Linked DNA regions of Mus musculus: all the other regions are linked to region 1. A link is a contact called in public ChIA-PET, HiCAR-type and Micro-C data. All regions are on one chromosome and are shown on one strand. Each heading gives the region's core, a stretch centred on a gene start, on an enhancer-like site or on the middle of the called end of the contact. The rest is flanking DNA. Distances are from core to core; before and after follow the strand shown. Region 1 holds the start of Rap1a (RAS-related protein 1a). Region 2 holds the start of Mov10 (Mov10 RISC complex RNA helicase). Region 3 holds the start of Lrif1 (ligand dependent nuclear receptor interacting factor 1). Region 4 holds the start of Dram2 (DNA-damage regulated autophagy modulator 2). Region 5 holds the start of Dennd2d (DENN/MADD domain containing 2D). Region 6 has its middle 23 kb from the start of 2010016I18Rik.

Region 1 (2,609 bases), core at 78-2,577:
AAGGAACTAAACTAAACAAGAGTCACACTAAGAAAGAATATCCGAAAATGTAAATTTAATTTTGAAACAAAGTGTTACAGAAGAGCATAAAGACAGGAAAGAGTCTGGGACCTAATCTAGTACTTACTCTACCAAAGTGTTACAGAAATCAATTACATCAAAAGAAAAAAGTACTCACAGGCATATCTACCCCCACACACTCTGACAGGAAACTCAAAGAAAGTTTCCAAATCCTGTTTCCAGCATCATCTCTTCTAACCGCCCGCTTCTGAAGGCTAACTCCCCTGGTTAATTCTGAGAGTCGACACTTTGACTCTAATAAAAACAGTATCTTCAGCCACCCAAGAAGCAGACAACAGCGGTTGGTACCTGTCCCGCTTGGCCCATTAACCTCCTGCCCTTTTATTCCATTTCTTACACAGTACTTCCTTCAAAGCAGCGACAAAACGATTTTCCTTTCCCAACGGCAATACACTCACAGTTTCTGAGCGGTAGCTCTTTTTCCAAGGCATGAAAGGTCCCCTCAACTCTAGTTTTCTATCCTGTGAGGAAATCTCAGATAGGAGGGGGGGCGGACGCGGGGGACACAACTGTCCTTCCTTGCTCTTCTCCTTACAACAGCCAATTACACAACTCAGCAGAAGACACTGCCCTTAACTTTCTGAGTAAGGAGACAAGCTACAATCCCACCACCCCACACTCCTCACACGCCCTCGGTGGGCGGAAGACCGGAATCACACCGTGGCCTCTTTCCTGACAAAATTCAGGGGTAGCAGCAGATATCAGAGAGTCGAGAGCGACGCTGCAAAGGCGAACACATGGCAAGCGGCAGAATACAGAGGGCAGGGAGGGCGGGAACCCGGGCTGGCGGCGGAGTGGGACACAGAGGTGTCAGCGCTCGGCGGCCGGGGCAAAGGCCGCGCGGAGGGCACCGCACCTCTCCGTCCGCGGGGACGACAGCCGAGCGGGCGCGGACACGCGTCCCATCTCGCGGCCCGCCCCTCGCGGCCGGTCCCGCAGGCCCCGCCGGGCCGCCTCGGTCCGCGGGCGTGGCTGGCTCCGGCCTTCAGCCGCGGCCCCTCCCGCCCGCCGGGCCCCCGGCCGCCGCCCCGGACTCGCGGACGGTTAAGAATAGGCCACCGAGGTGCGGCCAGTCCGCGCCCCTCACTCGCACCCCGTACTCACCCCGCGGCCCGGCGCCTCCTCCACCTCCTCCTCCTCCCTCCTCTCGGCCGCGGCTCGGGCTCGGGCTCTGCACGGCGGCGGCAGGAGCAGCGGCCTCGGGAGCGGCGGCGGCGGCGCCTCCGGAACGCGCACGCACGCAGCACGCAGGCCCCGCCCCCCCCGCCCTGGTCTCCGCCTTCCCCGCTGTGTCCGGAATCTATTTAAGGGAGCCGTTCTTCAAAGGGTGGGGGGCATAGTGTGCCAACAGGAACTGGGGCCTTGCCTTTGAGAAGGTGGTTAAGGCCAACATTGAAATGAGGAAGGGAAAAAAAAATCAGAAAGAGAATTTTGAAGGGATGCAACCATGGGACAGCTGTTAGTTGAGTGCCTAGTAGGTCCCCAATGCCTAGGCATACATAGGGAAAGTCACTTATAGAGCTCTCATCCTCGTGACCCAGGAGAGGGAACACGAACAACAAAAAGAGTAGCAAAATTCACAGGTCACCAGGGAGGGCTTTGCATGCTTTTGTTCGTGCTATGAAGAAACGAGCCTATCCAAAAGAGGCTGGATGAGAAGAATACCTTCCTGGGTTGAGAGGAAATCAGCCACAAACCCCGAGGTGGGGTGTGTCTTCCATATTTCACAACTAGCAAAATGCAAGCGAAAGGATGGATAGATAAGTAGAGTCTATGGCCAAAGAGTACTGAGGCGCCAAGATCTGGACAAACGACCAGACCCGGTGGAGCCTTTGGGCCATTGTAATGACAACAGGAAGCCCCGAGGAGAGGGTGGGCCCAGAAACAACTATATCTAGTTCATGTTTTTAAAGGTTAACTTTATGCAGGGCGTGGTGGTTTACTCCTGGAATCCCAGCATTTTGAAAACAGGAACAGAATTGCCACGAGTTTGAGGTTAGCCTGGACTACACAATGAGTTTCAGGCCCATCGGGAACTGGAGTGAGTCTCACTGTGTATGTAAAATATCCAACTGAAGCACGAATGTTCACAGGGGAAGTCTAAGGTGGCTATTCTCGTCCAATTGGCCAAGAGTGGTTATTTTATTTTAGATTTTGTTTATTTTAGCTTTATTAAACCTATTTTAATAGATTTAGACTTGAGAAAGCAGAGGGTCGAACGAAACAATTAGGAATGAATCTTAGGTTGGGGGCCTGCTGACTGATATCATTTAATAAGAGAGAAGATAGGGTAAGAACAAAGCTGGGACCAAAGAAATTGAGAGTTCAGTTTTATGGGGGATGGAGAAAGTTCAGTGGTGATGAGTCTGAGATATAAATTTGAGATCCATCAGGATGTAGATGATTTGACCCTCCGGTCTACATAAACTCTCTTAGGGATGGGGAGTAACTGGAAGAGAGGACCAAGAGAAACTTAGAGGTTAAAGATAAGCAGAGTTGACAGTCAGGTTAGAGGAACCCCTTGGAAG
Region 2 (2,609 bases), core at 70-2,569, 980 kb before region 1:
CACAGGGTAGAGCATAATACAGGTCTTTGCCTCTATTTCAAGAAGCCACTCAACCCTTTTAATGTTCCTTTTAAGACATGTTCATGAATAACAGTAATATTCTGGTTAACGCGGACTCCTACCTTCTCCCCTAGCCTCAAGCTACACTATCATTATTAATTCCGTCTAAAACTCGCCCCAAATCACGTAACAGCAGCCATATCTCACCCATACTAGCATTTTGGTCAGTTGCAAGGCAAATCTCTCAAAATCTGTTAAGGCCCAATCCCATTCCCCTGCTTACTAGTGCACCTCTTTACACTCATCCCAGCTAAATTGCTTCTCCGGCTTCCATCCATAGCAGCAGCCTGTTGCTAGAGGTGTTCGTCTATGGTTTGACAGAAGTCTCTTTGATTTTTTTACTTGGGTGGTAACAGGAAAAGGAAACCAAATATCTTCAGCCATAGGGAAAAGGGGCCTCTAGGAGGCTGTCCCTGGCCCCGAGTCTCCATGGAGAAGCCACAGGTGCTAAGGGAGGTTTGATTGCCTACGCAGTTTGTGTTCTTTTCTCCCTAAAGCTCCCCGAGATTCTCCCGCCTACCCTGGGCCTCTTCAGCTCTCCCGCAGCGTGGACCCTGCAGGCAGTCCTCCCTTAACAAGGGGGCGGGGATCCCCGCTTGGCCCGCGCCTGCAGCGCCTTCCCTGTGGGACTCCCCTCCCCCACCATCGAGCCCCGACCACCGCGAGCCGCGCGTGGGCACCGACCCCTCCCCGCCGGGCTGGGCTGTGCAGAGCGGGCGGGCTACGGGTGGCGCTGGCTGGGCGTGGGCAGACGACGGAGTAGGTCTGCCAGGACCGGACCGGCCTGATCGGCCCCGGGCTGCATCCCTGTGCACCCGCGGCGGGAAGGTGGCCCCACCACCCGGGGCGCTGGCCCCGCGTCTTGGGGCCCGTGGTGGGCCGGCCCGTACCTGGGCTTGAAGTCGTGGTTGTAAATCGTCCGCAGCCGCTCACGATCTGTCTCCAGGTCCAGTCCACGTTCGGCCAGAAAACTCTCGAACCTCTGGCCGGTCTCCCGGAGCTTTCGGCAGCTGAACTTGCTAGGCATCGCGGCGGCGGCGGCTGCGGCCCAGGCAGGAGGGTCCGCGGAAATGAAACTGAAAGTCGCCGCCGCGGTTTAGAGTTGGCTGGTCTGGGGTGAGGGTGCAAAGGGGAAAAGCCCCCTACCTCTGACGTCTGCTCCGGCCAGCCACCTTCTCCCCGACTGCCTCCCCTCCTCCGTCCTTCTCCTACCTGAGCCTTCCTTTCGGTCTCTTCGTCCTATCCCCTCCCCCCCTTCACATTAACTCTTTCCTAAGGAGTCTGACCCCTCCCTCAGGGCCCTCCCCTTACCCCGAGCTCCCTCCCCTGGCAGCGAGCCAGGATCCGAACGTGGATATCGCCTGGGGCCCCCTAAACAGCCCGGAGGACCTTGGAGCCTCAGCTAGGGCTACTCCCACGCCCACTCTCCAGAGCCTCGGGACATAGAAAAGCTGCAGAGCAAAGGGCAGAGCCCCGGACATGGGTCGGCTGCAGCTGGACTGGGGCCGCTCGTCCAGCACCTCCCCCAGACTGCCAGGGACATAAACCAGTACGGAAGCGAGCGGCACGCCCCCTCCCCCATTCCCTCCCTCCTCTGGCTTTCTGATACAGAGGAAGGCAGAAGTCAAAGTTGTGTGTGTGTGTGTGTGTGTGTGGGGAATGGATGGAGGGAGAGCAAGTGTCTCTATAGATAAAGGGGTGTGCGTGTGGGAGAGAGGGACAAGAGCTTCTGCCAAGACCCAGTCCTTGCTTTTCTGGGTCACACAGGCTTCATAATACTTCAAGGTTGGAGATTCTTGCTCTTGAGCTATGCATTTGGGCACTCGGTTTGTGTTACTCTTCACTACTTATTGGCAGTAAATCATGATTGCCCAGCCAGTCAAAAAAACATTAGCACCTAGAGAGCCAGGCGTGCTAGGCAATAAATGGTTAACACTGACAACATTAGTACCAGGAAAAGAAGTAGACCAATATGCTTAGGCAAACTAAGGGGTGGGGCTACTATAACAACAAATGTAAAACAAGCCTTCTGCACCTATTTATCCCCTGGAATGAAACTAAAAAACAAAAACAAAACCCAAAACAAACAAACCCCATACACACTACAATGAGAAAGTGAGAAAGGCTTAATCTACCAGAATTCCACATGTATCAAAGTTACTGTTCTCCAAGGTTCCTTATAGGCAGCAACAGTCTAACCCAGGGTAGGGAATGCCCTGAACAGGGTCAAGTTCCCCCTTGGTTAACTACTCCTAAGCCAAGAGTATGCTATGCAGTCAGGAATGGAGACTACAGGAACAGGGAAATCTTACGTCCTAGAAATTGATGTAAACTCGAGGGAAAAACTAGGAGTAGCCAGATGCTTAACACCTCCAGACCTTCCCATCCACTTTATATGATGCAGGCTCAGAGAAGATAATAGACTTCTAAAAAGTACTGTTGTTTTGGGGCACAGTGGTCCAAGCCTGTAATCCCACTTCTTGAGAGTCTGAGGAAGGTCTACTAAGAGTCTGAGCCACTTTGGGTTACACAGCAGGACAGTCTCAAAA
Region 3 (2,609 bases), core at 63-2,562, 920 kb after region 1:
AACACACACACACACTTAGACACACACAAACTCTTAGAGAGGGTTCTCACTGTATAACCCTGGCTAACCTGAAACTCACTTTGGTGACTAGGCTGACCTCAAATTCAGAGACCCACCTGCCTCTTCCTGAGTTCTGGAATAAAAGGTGTGCACAGCAATGTGTAGCAAAACGCATTTGATTTTTTTGTTTGTTTGTTTTAGTTGTTGTTGTCATTGTTGTTTTTTCCTAGTAACTTTGATTACATAGACAAAAGATGCCATAAAGCTTGAAAGCATTAAGGTCTGCCTATCTTTCCTGATGTCTTTAGTATGAGAACAGGGTACTTTATTGTCAAATAAATGTGCTATACAAAAATAGGAAAATGATACTTTCTCTTGACATATCAAAACCTGAAGTTCTTAAAAATCTTTAACGTTTAGCAGTTAGGGGTATGAGTAAACCTTTCTTCTTCCCTTTTTGTGAGACTAGATTTCATGTAGTTCTTGATGGCCTTCTACTAAGTAGCCAAGGGTGATCTTAAAGCCCCTATCGTCTTGCTTGTACTTTCCAAGCGCTAGAATTGCATATGTGTGTCACTAAGCCTGGTAATTCCATTTTTAAATAACCATATAAACCTTCAAATTGTCTACCTTATCAGTGTCCTGAATTTGAACACTGCAGCATACAAGATTGCCTATGTCAAATAAAATTTTATCTTTGAAAACACTTTCATAATATTCCACACCTAATTAAACTATAATTCCTCCTACCCATTAAACAGTATGATCCCAATTCTCAAATAGTCATTAACTGCAGGACTCTAGAGAATTCTTAGAGCTGGTTTCTGGAAATTAAGAGTTTCAAAAAGTTTATACAGGGGATTTAATGCACAGACACTCAAAGAATTGAATACATGACAGTAAGATACAGTTTTAACTGAGGTGTTAGTGTGGGAATGGAGAAAATGGTTAATCGATTAATGTAGAGCAAAACTTCAAGAAACAGAAAAAAATAATCACTTCTAGCCATGAGAAGGGAGATAAAGGTTTTCAACAATTTATGGCAACTACCAAATGCCTATCTGTGTCTACTGAATAAAACTGCTAAGGAGGACATTATTACATTGGCTTGCAAAAGCGCATGTACAAGTGCAGACAATTTAAGCCTGACACCGGAAGTATTTCATTTCATGTAGGCAGTGAAAGCACTTTCTCTTTTAGTTCCTCCTTTGATCCGGAAGAAGAGACCTCAACCTTCGCTGTCGATTGGACCACGTCATAAGGGCGGGGCCATGGCGATCCATTCGCCTTGGTAACCATATGTGACGTAGCTGTATGCCTAGGATCCCTGGCTCTAGGAGCTCGGTTTTAGTGGGCGCAGACTCCGATCAGGCCCTGTCGTGGGTGGTGCTATTGATGCCACGCCCCCCACGTCCTCTCTGACTGGCTGTGATGCGTCACGTAGCCAGAAGAGACTCGCCGGAAAACTGTGAGCTTGCCTGAGGTAGGAGTCTTCCGGCTTCTACAGCCACTTCCCACGGAAGCTGGGGGAGCCGCCCTCTCAACTATCTCCCGTCACACCCTTCTGTTCGCTCGCCTCAGACGCTGCCCTTCCACACCCGTGCTCTGGTTCGCGCCTACTTGGGGACGCTGTCCCCCCAGTATTCACTGCCCTATCCCCTCCCACCCATCTAAAATGTCTAATAGTCTCCAGAGCGTCATTCTGAAAACCGCAGAGGAAAAGTCAGGCTCGCGCTGGTAAGTACCAGTTCCCAGTTCTTCAGGCGCCCGCCCACACCCTGTGACTTAGGTTGTCATGGCCGCGTCAGCTGACGTTCAGCCGCGCGCACCGGGTGCTAGCTGCGGGGATGTGGGAGCACAGCGCCATCACAGCACACCTCCTTACACCGCACCCACTGCACACCAGTGCAGAGCCCTTGGCTCCCAGTCCTCTCCAAAATGTAAAGCAGCCCGCGATTACAACGCAGCTACCATCTCCTGGCCCCCAGCGCGCCCTACGCCACCCGCTCGAATTTCATAGGCGGAACAAGTAGATACCCACGGAAGTAAAACCAACTTGGCGATGCTCCAAGAATCTCAAACACTTACCAAAACACCCATCGTGGATTAGCAAGTGCAGCCCCGCGGCGCTGTAACTTCAAGTGAAAATAGTCCCATTTTAATGTACTTAGAAAATGTGTTCTAGAACAAGGGACTTTAGTATTTGAAAATTTCAACTAATATGGAGAAAAGTAAAAACTTGAAATGTGTTTTTCCAGGTAACACATTTGAAACGGGTCTAAAAGGGGTGCATCTCATTGGTTGTCTCTACAAAGGAACAGTTGGAACACTGTATGGCTCTGGTTAGGTAGGAAACTCACTATAGCCAGGACTGTCCACAATACAGCCTGGGTTTACCTCGTGTTAGGATTACAAAGGGTTCTGACAGTCTTTGGTTTGGAAATGTATCACCAGTAACATTTTTCTTTTAATTTTGTGTTAATCCAGATGAAATAAAAGCAGGAACAACAGAATATTCCTTAAGGAACAATTCTTTAATTTATGCTTTCCAGAGTTAATGAGTGCTTGTTGAGAAGCAAAGATTAGTAAGTCTGTAGAAGGTAAATGAA
Region 4 (2,609 bases), core at 73-2,572, 750 kb after region 1:
AACCATAAAAAAAAGAAGAAAAGAAGAAAAGAAGAAGAAGAAGAAGAAGAAGAAGAAGAAGAAGAAGAAGAAGAAGAAGAAAGCAAAATGTAGTTTAGAAAAGAAAGTGCTATGCAATAAAATGTAATTGGTAATGTGAGAGTCAGATTTACCTACTTCGTTTCTTAAAAGGAAGGGTTGTGTCTTTATGACCAGCTGTACAGGGACTTCAGTTATTCTCAGCATAGGCTAAATATGTAGCAAAATGATTTTGAAGCTTCAAATCTCATCGAATGCCAATAGTTTTAAATTGGTAATGCTCCAAATGTCTTATACAGTTTCCTTGTGTTTGAGCCAGTCAATTCAACACACATTCTGAACACATTCCTGACAGTTGTAAAGTAGAAAGGAAATATTCTAACAACTTACAAAGTTCCTATACTCGTTGAAAACTGACTATGAATTTGCCTCCTGCTGCAATAGACGTTGCCTGGTGAGTTAGAGTTTTAGCAATGCCATATATTCAACAGCAATGATACAACATTGGTAAAAACTGGTATCAAAATGCCAAGCATCAAACTGGAAAACTCAAACTCGGTAAAATGTAAAGCTTGAGGTTCAGCCAAGCATTCCTGGGAACACAGGCAAAAACCCCAGCAATCTCCTTCTAAGAACGCGACTGAAATAAAACTCTAGCTGGCAATCTCTGAGCCTGTCAATATGGGTTGAAATTTCTAGAAAAGTTGCCCAACAAGAAGCGTGGCCCGAGCCAGGAAACATCACTAACCGCCTCCCAAAAGGACAGCAAAGACCGCACAGGATGCTGCACGGTTCTTGGACTTGGCAACACCGGGCCAGGAGGGTGTGGACCCGCCAGACAAGGTCGGTTCCGCGAAGCCAGCGCCCCAGCCCTCGGCTCACCGGGGGTTAGCCTGGGGTGCTCCCTCCCACGACCACGGCTCGCATACCGCGCAGGCGCCCCTCCACCTCCGACTCCGGAGCCTTCGGGACTGGCCGTCGCCCCTCGCCGTGCCCACAACCCCGCGCGCGAGGCCACCCAGCGCCAGCAAGGACGGCGTTCCCCTTCAGCTAGTCCGTCCGCAGCTACCCAGTTCTGTCTAGCCCAGAGCCTCCGGCCCTCGCTCCGCTCCTCCCGGGACAAAACCGCCCCGCCACGTCCGCAACATCCCCGCCCCTTCCCTAGGCCGGGCCCCCGCAGCCTTACCCCGAACCCAACAAGCACAAGCCTAGAAATAGCAACTCCGACTCCAGGCGACTGAGTGACTGATAGGCGGCAGCACGTTCACGACACTTTCACGATTGCCGTAAAGAGGGGGGACTCAGAAAAGGTTGAGGCGCGCCTCCGAGCTACTCGGGAGCGCGCCCCGGGGCTCCGCCCAGGCTCCTACAGTGGGCCTGTTCTGCACTTTGAGGCTGGAGCTGGCTGGTCGGGGACAGGAAAGAAGGTGAGTGGGAGGGGGAAAAGTGCCTGGCCTGGCGCTCGGCAGGTTTTCTACTTGGGTGCTGTGTCGAAGTGTGGTTCGCAAGCCAAGAGCGAGGGCACAACGCGAGCCCCCTTGGTCCCACGGGCGCGCGAGCCACGCGAACCTCGGTAGCTTCACCTGGTTCCGTGAACTTCGTGACACCCACGACTAGAGTCGCGAGCCAGCTCCGGGAACCCACGAATCACGGGAGATGACAACTAGGCTGAGGTCTCCGCGTCCTACTTTTTCTCTTCTTTAGTACCTCTACCACCACTTCATCCCAAGCGATGCGTCGTGCCAAGCATGGTGTCCCTTATATTTTTCTGGTGCCAGGGACAGTGAAACTCTTGTACTACAAGACTTAGGAGTGTGTGTGCAAGGGGTTGCTTTTGTTGAATCAACTAAGGAAACCTTTGCCCTAATACCCTTTGTCATCCCTGTGCCCTTATTTCTACTTGGTTGGGGCTGAGGAAGTTCAAAACTGAGACCAGTGGTGACCTTGTGTTTACACAGAGCTCTGTCTCCACCCCATGATTGTGTTTCAAAGGGAGTGGTCCCTAGTTGAAAGGAAATCACAAGTCCTGGGAATCCTAACAGCTGCTTTCCTTTGTAAAGCACTGAGACAGGAATAAGTTTTCCAGCTTTCCCAATTTTAATTTACATACCGAATGCAACATTTTTTTAATCTATCGGGGCTGCGTTATCAAATTTTAATTTATTGGCAGTGAAACTAGATGCTTTGAGATTAGCCATTGGAAAATGTTACATTTGTCAAGAGGCCATATTAGAATTTAGGAAAATAGTCCTTGTTATGCTTTGTTTGTGGCCTGATATTTCTATTCGCCTCTGAAAAAAACCTGGGGCCACCTGTTCATTCACTTGGAACATCCAGAGTTTACACTTTTGTTATTCTTTAGTTATTACCACTTAGAAGAGACAACATTAAAAAGGTTCTTTTTATTACCAGTGGCTTTTAAATGCTTATGAAAATAAAAAATGTAACTGGATTTCTGACTCATGGAGCTTCAAAGTAAGCAGAGGAGATGGGTAAGAGATGCAAAAAAATTTGTTAAATATCCTTACTGTTGTGTGAAGTTTTCTTATATATTTTTAAGTCATCTTAAAGCTTTCTTTTTTGGTTCTGGA
Region 5 (2,609 bases), core at 55-2,554, 680 kb after region 1:
TTATGACGTTCACTTTGTACAGATCCTGTTCATTTTCAATTGCCTCCGAGTGACTTAATGCCTCGGTTTTCCTTTCTGTACTAGGCATGCTCTTGCTCCGTAAGGCAACCAGTAAAGATTATGCAACATGTCTATACAGGCTACAAGTAAGACACAAGTACTTTCTGTGGTGTCTTGCTTCCCCGTTCTCAAGATCCCAACTCTCATCATCTGTACTATGATTGCTGCTTCCGCCACAAGTCAATGTTGGGTTTCTGAGTCCTGCATTTTACCAGTGCCACAGTTTCAGTGCTCTTAGGAGTAGGGTGACAGCCTTCCTTCTTACCATAGCAACACACTCCCTCCCAGAGGGCTGCTAATTCTTTGCAGGAGTGGCAGACACAGGCACCAGATCCTTTTACTTCTTCCCTCCCCATTAAGTTACTTCTGGGCAAAGTCTCCTTCCTCTTATCCTGTACATTTCCTTATTCAGGACTTTCTGTTTAATAACCCAGGGTATCAGCGACTACTTTTCTCCTCTTCCTCAATCTCTAGACATAGTACTGGGCCTGCTGTTTAGCTTGTCCTGGCCCAACCAGAGGAAAGGCTGAGCAGGGGTAGGGGAGGGGTGAAGATGCTCTGTACCCCTACAGCTGCTGATGCAACTAGGCTCCTACTCTAAGCTGGGGACGATTTCCCGAGTCATTGCTTCCTTTTAGTAAAGATGGTGAGAGAAAGGATTCTTCCGGAACCCTGGAATAGTGAGAGAGATTTATGCCTTAGATCAGGAAAGATTGCCAGGGAGGAGTGGGTGAAGTAATCACCTTCACAGCTATTCTGTATATCTGGGCCTCTCAGAGGTGGGCCTCTCCTGTTACAAGTTATTAGTACATTTAGAGAATGAGTGGGCAAGTCTACTTATCTGAATCAGGGCAATCTGGCATCTTGGCTGCAAGAAGTGTTCAGTCCTGGGTTCCTGAAGATCCTTGATGTTTTAGATTCGCCAGTTGGCCTGGTGGGACTTTGCAGCTCCCGACGATTGCTTGAAAAGGTGATCGTGAGCAGTGGAGGATGAGGGATGTAAAATACCTGTGCTGTGCCCCACGAGGCACTGGAGTCCATAGTCTGATCTTCACAGGCATCCCTCGCTGCCTGGGTTTGTAAATAAACTCACCACATGGTCTGCAAGCACTGGAATTGAAAGCCCTTGGCCCAGAAGCAGCTGTGCCTTGAGATGTTTGCTCATGACCTTTTCTGTTACCACACCCTGGGGCTCTTGGGAGGAGCCAAGAGCTGAGTTGTAGTGCCAGGATGCTGCTTCTGTCAGTGCCCACACTAAGCTGCCTCGTGGGTCCTTTCACATCCTTCTTGCTCAATTACGGAGTACACAGGATGGAAACTGCTCTCTGCCTTTGGGAGACAGCGTGTGGCTCAGCTCAATAAAGTTGTGATTGGAGACCAAGGCAGAAGGCACTTTCTCAGGCTTTCTGTGGCCAGCCTGAAGGAGAAAGAACATCCATGCCCCCAAAGCTCAGAATGATGGAAGGACAAGGGGTAGGCCGAACCCTCAGGCTGCTCCGAAATCGCTTGCCACGACTTCGAGCAGGTCAGAACTGGATTGCCTACTTCCTTTTTCGGATGATCTTTTTATGGGCTGATTCCTGCTGTAGTGATCCTCTTTTTCCTTTATATGCTCAAACCCACATGGCCCCCATGTGGTCAAGCCAGGAGGATTGCCTTATCAGTTTGCAGAGCTAGTCCCGTCTGTTGCAGAGGTCTTGCTATAATTACCAAAAAATGCCCTATGGGTCTACTCTGATTATTTAGTGCAAATTTACTCAGGGCTCACAAAATACCCAGAACTGTTGCATCAGGCAGACTATACAGTGTCAGGCATCAGGCCTCCAAGAACCTCCACAGCATGGCATGGCTCCTCGGTTCTACATCAGTGTTTTCTTTTCTTCCTGTGTCACTCCACAGTTTCAAGTTTCCCAGGGCAGGTATGGAAATTGCCCCCTTGGCTCTGATCCTGCCTGGTGGTGCCTGGTCAGGCTTGGCACTGTAGCCTTGAGGCATGGTTGTTGCCCAGATTCTCGCTCGCACTACAGAATGGAGGAGTGGAAAGAATACTCAAGAGACCCTTGCATCTCCATTTTAGGACAATCCCAGAACAATCCTGGGGAAGCTGTCACAGAGCCAGAAAGGATCCAGGAGCATTCTCCATCTAGCTTTGCTGGAGGCCAGCACTTCTTTGAATACCTTCTTGTTGTTTCTTTAAAGAAAAAGCGTTTAGGGGATGACTATGAGCCCACGATCACTTACCAGTTTCCCAAGGTAAGGATGGAGGGAGAAGTGGGGCCTGAGGATGGAGGTGGGAGGACGAAGGTGTGTTTAAAAGGTAATAGAGGAGTTCTATGTCTTACCACGCTGCCTGGGCTCTAGCCCTGAGCTCACTGCTCTAGTTTCCTTTGTAGCCCAGCCCTAGTTTTCTGTAATCACCCAGAGAATCTAGGTCTGACTGCTTTGTGAAGGACTGACTGAAACTCTGGAGCAGGGAAACAATGCTCTTGCCCCTGTGGGAAACCTTCAGTTCTTCCAAATTCCACCTCAGTCACCTTTTCCTACAGGAA
Region 6 (2,609 bases), core at 47-2,546, 660 kb after region 1:
GATCTTTAGAAAAAAAAAAAAAACAAGAAACACAATCAGAATTTAAGTTTTGTTTGGAAACAGGAATACAGGAAGAAGGCTAAAGCAATCCTGGAAACTGGAGAAATGGCAGAAATTAAAATGAGAATGTTATGACACCCTCACAGTCAATAGGCATCACATTCTTCCCATTTCGCAGGGAAGGAGTTTCCCAAGAAGCTTTCAAATGGCAGGCCAGGATTTAGCTTCAGCAGTTCTTTTTTTGTTTTGGTTTGGTTTTTGGTTTGTTTTTTGTTTGTTTGTTTGTTTTTGTTTGTTTTTGTTTTTCGAGACAGGGTTACTCTGTATAGCCCTGGCTGTCCTGGAACTCACTTTGTAGACCAGGCTGGCCTCGAACTCAGAAATCTGCCTGCCTTTGCCTCCCGAGTGCTGGGATTAAAGGCGTGTGCCAGCCACCACGCCCGGCGCTTCAGCAGTTCTTGACCGAACACTTTGTGTTTCTTTTTGCAAAGCTTGCTCTCCCCTCCACCCCTAGTCAGCATGCAGCTCAAAGGCAGCATGGGATGCAGTTTGTTGATCATTCATAGTCCTTCTCACCTCTCCATCTCTGTCTTCAGAAAGATTCAAGTGAGGACTCACTTCTGGCGCAAACTGTTCCATCAGATGCAAAGACCGGAAGTCTCAAAAAGACCTTGAGGAGCAGACAACTTCCTCTGGTTAGTGCTGTGGTGAGCATTCCACCTCCTTCTCTAAAGCAAGCTACTAAATAACCTTGGCCCCCACTTGGTGCTCAGCCTCTTGCAGCAAGTCTCTACTTTCTTGACAAAAGGAGACTGGAAACTAAGACCTCTACAAAGCATAGCAATTTGCATTTGGTTTCCTCTGAGCATGGCAGACCAACACTGCACACCCACTCCCTATGCCTTTTTGTAAAAGCTGCATGTTCACATACACCCTGGGAACTTGGTGCTTGTGTTTTCTCACACTGCCTGCAGCTTGATTGCTACTCAGATCTCACATCCTTCATGTGGTCCAGCAGCTGCTGACTACTACTATATCCTGCTTCGTCTCACATGCAAGGACACTCGTGAGCTCTGTTGTGCAAACTAATATTTGTACTGGGATTATTTGGCAATAATATTAGCTCCAATAATCTTATTTAAGCCCTGCTCTTATCAACTATTTCCCTTGGCCTTTGTGATATCTGGGAGAGTCGTGTTGGGTATGAAAACCCTTTGGAGGGATGATTTCAGACAGGTTCATATGGTTCAGCCCCCTCCACCCATCAGCAAGGCACCCAGGAAATAACAAGCAGTGACGTAAAGATGTCTCAGAATAAGATGTAAAGATGTAAAGATAAAATATGGGGAAGGTTGACTCTTAGAAAATCGTGGAGCTGGAGAGATGGCCCAGTAGGTGAAGGTATTTATCACCAAACCTGACAGCCTTTGCTCAATCTCCAACCACTTGGTGGGAGGAAACAAAGAACTCCTAAAAATTGTCCTCGGACCTTCACATATGTACCTGTCATACATACATCCATATTCACCCATAAATAGCAATGGTAATTTTAAATTGTTAAAGTTTGTTGAGGAGGCTACAAGAGATTAGGGGTGGAGAAGATGGTTGAGGAGAATCTGCTAAAGCACTTTGAGAACACTAAAGTGACACCTAATATTTTGTATGCTAATTTAAAATTACATTTTAAAACGCTAAAATAAGTTATTTTTTTAAGTCTGATAAGAACAGCACTTAATGCTGAGGCTGTCCTTTATACATATCTTATTAGGATGTGTAGTTTCAAGAGTTCAGCTTACTCCGAAGGGCGTTCTCTCTCTGTGTCTCTCTGTCTGTCTCTCTGTCTGTCTCTCTGTCTCTGTCTCTCTCTCCTGTGTGTGTGTGTGTGTGTGTGTGTGTGTGTGTGTGTGTGTCTGTGTTTAGAACAGAGGACATATTTTGGTAGCTGGTACTTATTTCCATCTTGTTGAGGGTCTTTCAAGAATTCTAGTCTCTAAGCTAGCTGGCCCTGGTTTCTGCCTCTCATCTTGCCATGTGAGTGCTACATCTTAACATTTTTTTGTTTACGTGGGTTCCAGGGATCAAATTCAGGTTTTCATGTTTGTACAGCTAGAACTTTTAACTGTCTCTGGACCCCGAGTTTGGGGACAGGTATTGGTATTGGTACACTACCACCAATATGCTGTGCATCCTGAGAAGAGCTCAGGCTGGTCTCAAGCTCTCTATGGAGAGGGGAATGGTGTTTGAACTCCTGACTCTCCTCTTTTTACTTCCCAAGTGTTTGAATTAGTCATGTACTACCATAGCCTGTTCTTTCTTGTTTGTTTTTATTAATATGTGCTTAGGTGTGTCTGTGTGGAGGTATGCACTCATGAGTGCGGTGTCCATTGAATCAAGAAGTGGTCATCAGATCCCCTAAATCTGGAGTAACACATAGTTGAAAAGTGCCCAGTATGGATGCTTGGAACTGAACTCAGATTCTCTTCAAGAGGAACAAACATTCCTAACCACTCCACTGAGCAATCTCTCTGACCACTATTTCTTCTTTGTCAAGATAAGGTCTCATTTCATAGCCCAGGCTATCCTGGAACTCACTATCAAGAGCAGGCTAA

The links. Hi-C and Micro-C count contacts between places; a contact is called where the count stands out from the background. ChIA-PET counts read pairs in DNA pulled down with a chosen protein or histone mark. HiCAR-type assays count read pairs that join an accessible place to other places.
Region 2: a HiCAR-type map of astrocytes shows a contact between it and region 1, with 2.7 times the contacts expected there. The contact joins the promoter of Mov10 here to the promoter of Rap1a in region 1. A contact is called at or near these places in 2 of 39 promoter capture datasets (embryonic stem cells and pre-B cells) and 3 of 115 datasets of contacts at active chromatin or transcription factors (astrocytes, bone marrow-derived macrophages and extraembryonic endoderm stem cells).
Region 3: a contact with region 1 is called in an RNA polymerase II ChIA-PET map of memory CD8 T cells, with 23 read pairs. The contact joins the promoter of Lrif1 here to the promoter of Rap1a in region 1. A contact is called at or near these places in 2 of 39 promoter capture datasets (liver and pre-B cells), 1 of 115 datasets of contacts at active chromatin or transcription factors (memory CD8 T cells) and 2 of 9 other capture datasets (adipose tissue and liver).
Region 4: a Micro-C map of embryonic stem cells shows a contact between it and region 1, with 5 times the contacts expected there. The contact joins the promoter of Dram2 here to the promoter of Rap1a in region 1. A contact is called at or near these places in 10 of 39 promoter capture datasets (the 3T3-L1 cell line, the C10 cell line, embryonic stem cells and 5 more), 3 of 484 Hi-C or Micro-C datasets (embryonic stem cells and liver) and 2 of 115 datasets of contacts at active chromatin or transcription factors (bone marrow-derived macrophages and memory CD8 T cells).
Region 5: an RNA polymerase II ChIA-PET map of memory CD8 T cells shows a contact between it and region 1, with 116 read pairs. The contact joins the promoter of Dennd2d here to the promoter of Rap1a in region 1. A contact is called at or near these places in 3 of 39 promoter capture datasets (cranial neural crest and liver), 1 of 484 Hi-C or Micro-C datasets (regulatory T cells), 6 of 115 datasets of contacts at active chromatin or transcription factors (the 230-238 cell line, CD8 T cells, memory CD8 T cells and 2 more) and 2 of 9 other capture datasets (adipose tissue and liver).
Region 6: an RNA polymerase II ChIA-PET map of memory CD8 T cells shows a contact between it and region 1, with 162 read pairs. The contact joins the enhancer-like site here to the promoter of Rap1a in region 1. A contact is called at or near these places in 1 of 39 promoter capture datasets (liver), 2 of 484 Hi-C or Micro-C datasets (both in CD4 T cells) and 2 of 115 datasets of contacts at active chromatin or transcription factors (memory CD8 T cells and regulatory T cells).

The regions. Positions count from the first base shown.
Region 1 is chr3:105,800,054-105,802,662 of GRCm38.p6, forward strand. It overlaps Rap1a (RAS-related protein 1a), which reads right to left and starts at 1,328. Exons shown (of 8, transcript NM_145541.5): 1 at 1,186-1,328.
Region 2 is chr3:104,816,986-104,819,594 of GRCm38.p6, forward strand. Mov10 (Mov10 RISC complex RNA helicase) reads right to left here and starts at 1,320. Exons shown (of 20, transcript NM_008619.2): 1 at 951-1,320. The coding sequence starts at 1,087.
Region 3 is chr3:106,720,370-106,722,978 of GRCm38.p6, forward strand. It overlaps Lrif1 (ligand dependent nuclear receptor interacting factor 1), which reads left to right and starts at 1,313. Exons shown (of 4, transcript NM_001039488.1): 1 at 1,313-1,737. The coding sequence starts at 1,676.
Region 4 is chr3:106,546,476-106,549,084 of GRCm38.p6, forward strand. Dram2 (DNA-damage regulated autophagy modulator 2) reads left to right here and starts at 1,323. Exons shown (of 9, transcript NM_026013.3): 1 at 1,323-1,445. Cept1 (choline/ethanolaminephosphotransferase 1) reads right to left here and starts at 1,327. Exons shown (of 9, transcript NM_133869.4): 1 at 1,205-1,327.
Region 5 is chr3:106,484,736-106,487,344 of GRCm38.p6, forward strand. Dennd2d (DENN/MADD domain containing 2D) reads left to right here and starts at 1,305. Exons shown (of 12, transcript NM_028110.2): 1 at 1,305-1,585; 2 at 2,138-2,313. The coding sequence starts at 1,498. 2010016I18Rik (RIKEN cDNA 2010016I18 gene) reads right to left here and starts at 1,178. Exons shown (of 2, transcript NR_033207.1): 1 at 1,069-1,178.
Region 6 is chr3:106,461,420-106,464,028 of GRCm38.p6, forward strand. No RefSeq gene overlaps it. Among named protein-coding and RNA genes, the nearest start is that of 2010016I18Rik, 23 kb to the right of the region's middle. Within about 2 kb of position 1,297, at least 74 of the 459 cell types and tissues checked have an H3K27ac peak or open chromatin away from gene starts, as enhancers often do. A contact at or near this core is called in memory CD8 T cells and regulatory T cells, where this site is marked.